2 separate regions of the Mus musculus genome follow, and region 2 is linked to region 1. A link is a contact called in public HiChIP or PLAC-seq data. All regions are on one chromosome and are shown on one strand. The core of a region is the stretch at or near the end of the contact, and the rest is flanking DNA. Distances in the headings are between cores, read along the strand shown. Region 1 has its middle 81 kb from the start of 4933402D24Rik. Region 2 overlaps Creb1 (cAMP responsive element binding protein 1).

Region 1 (3,143 bases), core at 291-2,790:
GGATTCTAAAGATTTGATTTCCTGAGAAATAGAGGTTTTCCATCAGTCTTGCTACAGCTTCAACTTTGATCAACTCCTCTATTCAATAGAGGGTCAAACACCTGAAGGGAAAGAAGAGGGTTCTTCAGAGCACATGTGGGGAGAGGATCGTTTGTGCATGCCCACTGGAAAGACAAATGACCCGCCTCCCGCCTCTCCTGCTCTCTCAGTGATCTCTGCTGGTTGGTGGATCAGAGACAATCCAGGCTCTTACTAATCTGCCCTGTCACAGAGTGAGCCATGTGAAAACAAAGGTTTAAGGGCCTAAAAACTAAAATACGACTTTTAAGGAAAATCTGCTGGCAAGGAAAAACTTTTCTGATTAAAATGTAGAGCAAGCCAGGAAAAGTCTTCCTGAAGCCACCTGCAGACATTCCATTATATACCTGTGTTCAAAGCCAAGCTGGAACCAAAGCTTATTGACCAGGAAGAGAGAAAAAGATATATATATATATATATATATATAATTTCTGTAAGATATTTTCAAGGTGCAAAGTGATCTGGAAAAATGCTGTGAGTTCAGGGATAGCCTGGGCTAAAGAATGAGACCATATCTCAACAACAAAACAAAAAAACATCTTGAAACACAAACAAGAAAGGAAAGAGGATGGAAGGAAGGAAAGAAGGAAGGGATAGATAGAGGGGAGGCTGCTCTTCCTGTTGTCTTTATTTTGACTTCCTCTCTCTTTACTCGTCCTTCCTTACTGTCAACACCTGGCAAAGTTCTGATTGATGCATGCTGCACAGAGCATTGGTCTACAGGCTCTTAGTTCTGATTGGAGCATACTACACCGAGCACTAGCCTACAGCCTCTCTGGGGCCTGATGCACCTCTCCTAGTAGAAGACCTGGCATCTGTTTAGGAGACATATGTCAAAGTGTAGAGGGAGAAGACTCAAGGATCCCCCCATCAGTATGGATGGAAGAGACTCTCCAAGAGCTCATTCTCTGAACTGGAAGAGAAGAGAGTAGAAAAAACAAAGGAACAATGGATGTGTGGGCCCACAGGGAATGAGAGGACAGAAGTGTAAGAAAGCTTAAAGGAGGGGGTGCTTTTAGGACTAAGGTGTGGTGTCCCAGCTCTCAGGCAGATGTGCACTGGATGATGTATAAGTCATAAATGGCTGACACGAATATGGAGCTAATTTTGAACTTACTTACCTGGCAGTCCCATTGTGCGATCTTGCCTTGATTAGACTACAATCTGGCTGCATCTTCCCAGCCTTCTAACAGATGAGCTGAGCTGTACTGGTCACCCTTCCATCAACTGATTGCTAAGTCAGTTGCTGCTCAGAGATCTCTGAGAAACAGCTTTGCACTTTTGAATTGTGGCTGTTTATCTGTACATTGAAAATAATCTCCCAGGGTTAAGAATTAAATGTGATAATGCCCTCTGCCCCCAAAAGTGACTCTTTCTTACATCATTGTTTGTCATGAGTCACCCGAAACTCCTGATTTCCCAGTTTTTGCTTATAAAGTAAGAAAGCCCCATTGGCGTTCTTGCCTTCTCCCTGACAAGTTCAAAGTCTGTTTACTTTAAGCTCATTTCATCCATTATCACAGGCTGCTCAGTGCTGTAATTATGAAGGAACTCTGTCTTCTCTTCCACTGATTTCTAGACATCACCAGAAGATTGGTTCTTCTGTTTACCATACTGTACATTTTCTAGATAAAATCCCCAATGTTGTTTACCAAAAGCCCTACACAAAGTTTTCAATTATGAAATTAAATTTAAAACGATAAATATTAACATATTAAAAATAAGGTGAAATTCCCCCTCCAAAAAAATAATAATCAGTTTTCAAAGACTATGTTTTAAATATCTAGTCATGGTTCCCTGAAGATAATCACGGCCTGGGTCATACCACATACAGTGTTTTGACATAAATCAAGTCGATAATATGAAATTGAATAGAACTTATTTTGAGCCTCATACTAATGAAGGAAGGAAACTAGAATCACATGGAAAGGAGCTGCCAAACATTGGACAGCCTGCTAATGTAAAAAGATGGAATGTTTCTTTTCACTATCCCTAAGTCATTGGGATGGCAGGTGTGCCTGGTTTATGTTGTTGCTCCTGTTTTTGATTGAAGAGTAAACTCTGCCTGTAGCCAGTTAATCATCTGCATTTTTCGGAAAACTTAATTGAGAGGTTATTGCTGGCTCTGCTTCCTTCTTCCTCTACATCTCCACTGAGCATCAGCAATCACAGTAATGTACGGCTTTGCTGGCAACTCACAGGGCACATGCAGAAGCACAGATCATGGTTGTTAGACCTGCCAGATGTTCCTGGTCCCTTGCTGTAATTAAGTCCCATCTTAGCTGGATTGGAAAGATCAGGAAACCACAGTTCTAATTAAGAATATTCATGAGTTTGCACCTTGGAAAGCGGGCAATCACATGATGTGCCAGAGTGGATGCAGTCCTTTGAGAAGGGAATAAAAGTAATAATAATATTGCAATTTTAAATAGATAACAGGAATAGACTATGGGGCATTCTGCAGTGAAACGGAGGTATGTGAAATTGAATGAACTATTTGAACTCAGTCAAACCTGTCTTAATAAACTTGAAAGGTCTATGCCAGAGACTTTTAATACTGGTTGCACATTATCATCTGAAAAACTTTTTAAAAAAGGAAATCACTCAAACCTGGCCCCTCTGCCTCCCACCTCAAGGACCAACAAAAAGACACAGCATCCTCTGGCCTAGTTGGTCATCAATGGGAGGAGAGGTCCTTGGTCCTGTGAAGGTTCTATGCCCCAGTATAGGAGAATGCCAGGGCTAGGAAGTGAGAGTGGGTGGGTTGCTGAGCAGGGCAGGGGGAGGGGATAGGAGGTTTTCTGAAGGGAAACCAGGAAAGGGGATAACATTTAAAATGTAAATAAAGAAAATATCTAATAATAAAAGAAACGAAAAGACACAGTGTCCTCATTGCCACCTCTATAAGGAATCACCGCTAGGCAGTTGCTATGGCAACCATGAGTGTTCTTAGACATCCAAACTGAGAATTGAAAGCATGTTCAGCTGGACTGTGAACAGTGCAGTGTTTTGCTATGTTCAGAGTGAAGAAACGGCCCAACCCTACTCATGTTCACCATCATGCG
Region 2 (3,143 bases), core at 432-2,931, 750 kb after region 1:
ACAATTTAAGTTCTTTATCAAAAGCAAGTACCATATTAGCAACCATCATATTGTCCTAGGTGCTGTGCTTGTTTAGATGGTATAGTGTGGGTGGGGACGTGGCATTTTGTAATATATGTGTACATATATACATACATACAGTATATCATCTAAATGCTCTGAGAGCTGGTATGTCAGGAATGCTGAGTATTATAGCGTATTGAGGTCCGGTGAGATTCCACTTTGCTGTGCTTTCTCCTGCATCTCTTCTGGTGTTTCAGTGACTGTTTTACTCCAGCACTCACAACTGGGTTTTCTCTTTTCTTCCAGTTTTTTATTAGGTTTTTGTTTTGTTTGGCTTGATGCTTTTGAGTATGTTACCAGTCACTTAAAAACTCCTAAACCCCAAGCTCTTTTCCCCCTGCTTTGTTTCTGGCAGCTATAAAATTGGTAAGAACATTTTGAAAAAAGGTTTTAAGAGAATTGTTTCAAGAATCATTTTGGGCAAAGACTTTTCATGTTTCATTTGAACAGGGATTTTTGTCAAGATGTGTTTTGATGGTAGGCCAGCAAGCAGTGCTACTGTCTAAAGCACAAACCAGTCAGGCAGGCTGTCCAGCCAGAAGCCCTCTTGGCTGAAGCCGGTCTCTGCCTCTCAGGACTCCTCCCTACTATTTTCGACCATTTAGGGTGACATGGAATCATACAAATATTGGGGCTTAGAAACAAACATTTATATAACCCGGAATGCTTTTACGTACTTGAAGTGACTTCAGTCAAAATGTTGCCTTTCCTGTTTAGGAAGCTTTGGTTCTCTGTTGACTCGTCAGCTAGTAACACAAATCGGTTTCTCTACCAATAGCTGCTTCATTTTCAGTTCCTTCCAGAGGCTTTTGTTCTGCCTTTGTAACACTGAAACTCTGGATTGGCACAGCATCCCGGGGCCCAGTACACAGGCTGTATGTTGACTTGAGGTTGTATTTACAGTAGTTCTTTGTAAAGGTTTGCTGTAACTTGCACTTTTTTTTAAGGACCCAGTTTGGGTATCAGCAACTTGGGAAATTCCTTATCAATGAGTTCTCAGCTGACCCTTTTGTCTTCCTCCTTCAAATCATGACTCCTTAATGGAAGCGTTTCATTGATCACAGTATCATAGCTAGCCTTAAGCATGTTATAAAAGCTAAATATCTGGGAATTAGGTTTGACTAATAGTGAAGGAAAAATAAGTACTTATAATTTTAAATTTCATCCTCCAACTTTAGTTCTATGTAGAGCATGCCAAAAGTTTTTTTTCAGAAGATTACAAACCTTGTTAAAGCAATTAATTTGTTGTCATCATGGGAAACCATGTAATCGATGTTACTAAATCATTTTAATTTGGCTTTGTTAACTTCCGAGAAATGCTGCCTAAACGTAACTGGTTTCTGACTGCGGGGGAGTACAGTATGCTTTGTTAGGCCTGTAGGTGACTCATTCTAGAATAAACGTGTTCACTGAGATGTACAAAGCACAACTAGAGTTTTGGGTGGCTTGTGTGTGTCTTGATTACTTTCAATGTTAATGTTGACTTTTTAAGTTAACAGTCACTGTTATGTACTAGGAACTGGTTTCCTTGACTTTCTAGAATCAATGGCCAAGAGAGGCATATAATCCTTGAGGGGTTGAAGGTATCATGAAGTTGAGTCAGTATGGAAGAATTTCAAACAAATCAAACAGGGTGCTGAAGTTCCGGCTGACTCATCTGCTCATGGTATGCTTACTGATTAGTGAATGTAGTTTTAAGCCTTTGTGTGTGTCCTCAGGGGCAGACAGACTTTAACAAGGACCAGATAACATTTGAATGGAGGAATTATATTTCAGGTGTTTTAGCTTGAAATTTATTTTTTAAAAAAAAGAAAAATTAAAAAAAAAATAAGAGAGCAAAGTTTGGGAAGCGAGTTGACAGTATGAAAGCAGCAGAGCTGAGGATGAGCTGGCCTGTCCCACTGCTGCAGTGGGGTGGGTCCCAGCTGGGGAAATGTTACATTGTTACCAGCAAGAAAAAGGAAGAAGGGTCAAAAAGTAGGAAACTCCTACTTTTGCAGGCATGATTTACTACTTGTCCATAGTAGTATAGCATTTCTAAGCTTCTAAGGGCATCTCAAAAGATAAGAGTAAGTCCGAGATGTTGAAAAAATCAGTAGGGAAGAAAGATCACTGCAGATCATAATCTATGTTGGCCACATGAAATGATTTATTATATTTGGGAAGTTTTATTTTCTTATGTTTTTTAAAATTGAATTGGTAAGTGCTTTATAGACGTATTTTTACCCAGGTGCCACTTCAATGTGTATGTAATAAAATTATTTATATTAAAAGTGGGAAATTTTGTGAACATTTTTCTGTGTGTGTAGATTTATTAGGATGGTGAAGAAGTGTGCTAGTTAGCAGTTTTCTGTGTAAAGCTGTCTTGAGCTGATCTGTACACATCGGTTATAATGCCCCAGTGGAACCTAGACATGTCACTTGAGACTTTTGAAAAACAAAATAACCAGGGAAGTCCTAGAATGGTATTTGGCTGTTTGGTTTTTCCTTGAGTACTGGAGTAGAGAATACCTCCCCAGAACTGTCAGCACAAAACAGGGTATCAGCTTTAACTCTGATGTTCCTATTGGAGTAGAGTACTAATAACTATGAGAAGGGGAATACATTTCTAATAACCTTCCCTACAATCTAGAAACGTCCCTGTTTAAATTTTTTACCTAAATCTTTTTGTGCTTTATGTGTAAAGAATAAAAGTACCAAGACACCATGCATTTTATTAACACTATGTACATACTGGCTGCTTTGTGTTCAGAATGGTAGCAGTTACTTTGTATATTAAAGTGATCCTTGTGAATTTGTGAAATATTGTCTTAAAGTGCTTTTCTTACTGTAATCTTTGTGGTATCAACTGTCATAATGCCCTTTTTACACAGACATTTATGTGCAGTCACATAAACATGCTTTTAAAAACTCTGTAAAGTCTCTTTTTTGGGCCTGGGACACCCCTCCCCAAGCTAGTATTTGTTTACCCTCATTTTCTTGGACTTGATGTTATTTTGTCAAATGAGCAAAGATTACATTGAATGATCACAAGCTTGTAATGCTTAGCAACAGAAAACTGTAATTCATACAACACATCT

Evidence for each region. HiChIP or PLAC-seq counts read pairs in DNA pulled down with a chosen protein or histone mark.
Region 2: an HNF4G HiChIP or PLAC-seq map of pancreatic cancer cells shows a contact between it and region 1. The contact joins two enhancer-like sites. A contact is called at or near these places in 2 of 39 promoter capture datasets (the 3T3-L1 cell line and embryonic stem cells) and 1 of 115 datasets of contacts at active chromatin or transcription factors (pancreatic cancer cells).

What each region holds. Positions count from the first base shown.
Region 1 is chr1:63,848,866-63,852,008 of GRCm38.p6, forward strand. No RefSeq gene overlaps it. Among named protein-coding and RNA genes, the nearest start is that of 4933402D24Rik, 81 kb to the left of the region's middle. Within about 2 kb of position 1,541, at least 12 of the 459 cell types and tissues checked have an H3K27ac peak or open chromatin away from gene starts, as enhancers often do. A contact at or near this core is called in pancreatic cancer cells, where this site is marked.
Region 2 is chr1:64,599,995-64,603,137 of GRCm38.p6, forward strand. It overlaps Creb1 (cAMP responsive element binding protein 1), which reads left to right. Exons shown (of 9, transcript NM_009952.2): 9 at 1-3,143. Among named protein-coding and RNA genes, the nearest start is that of Mettl21a, 16 kb to the right of the region's middle. Within about 2 kb of position 1,682, at least 86 of the 459 cell types and tissues checked have an H3K27ac peak or open chromatin away from gene starts, as enhancers often do. A contact at or near this core is called in pancreatic cancer cells, where this site is marked.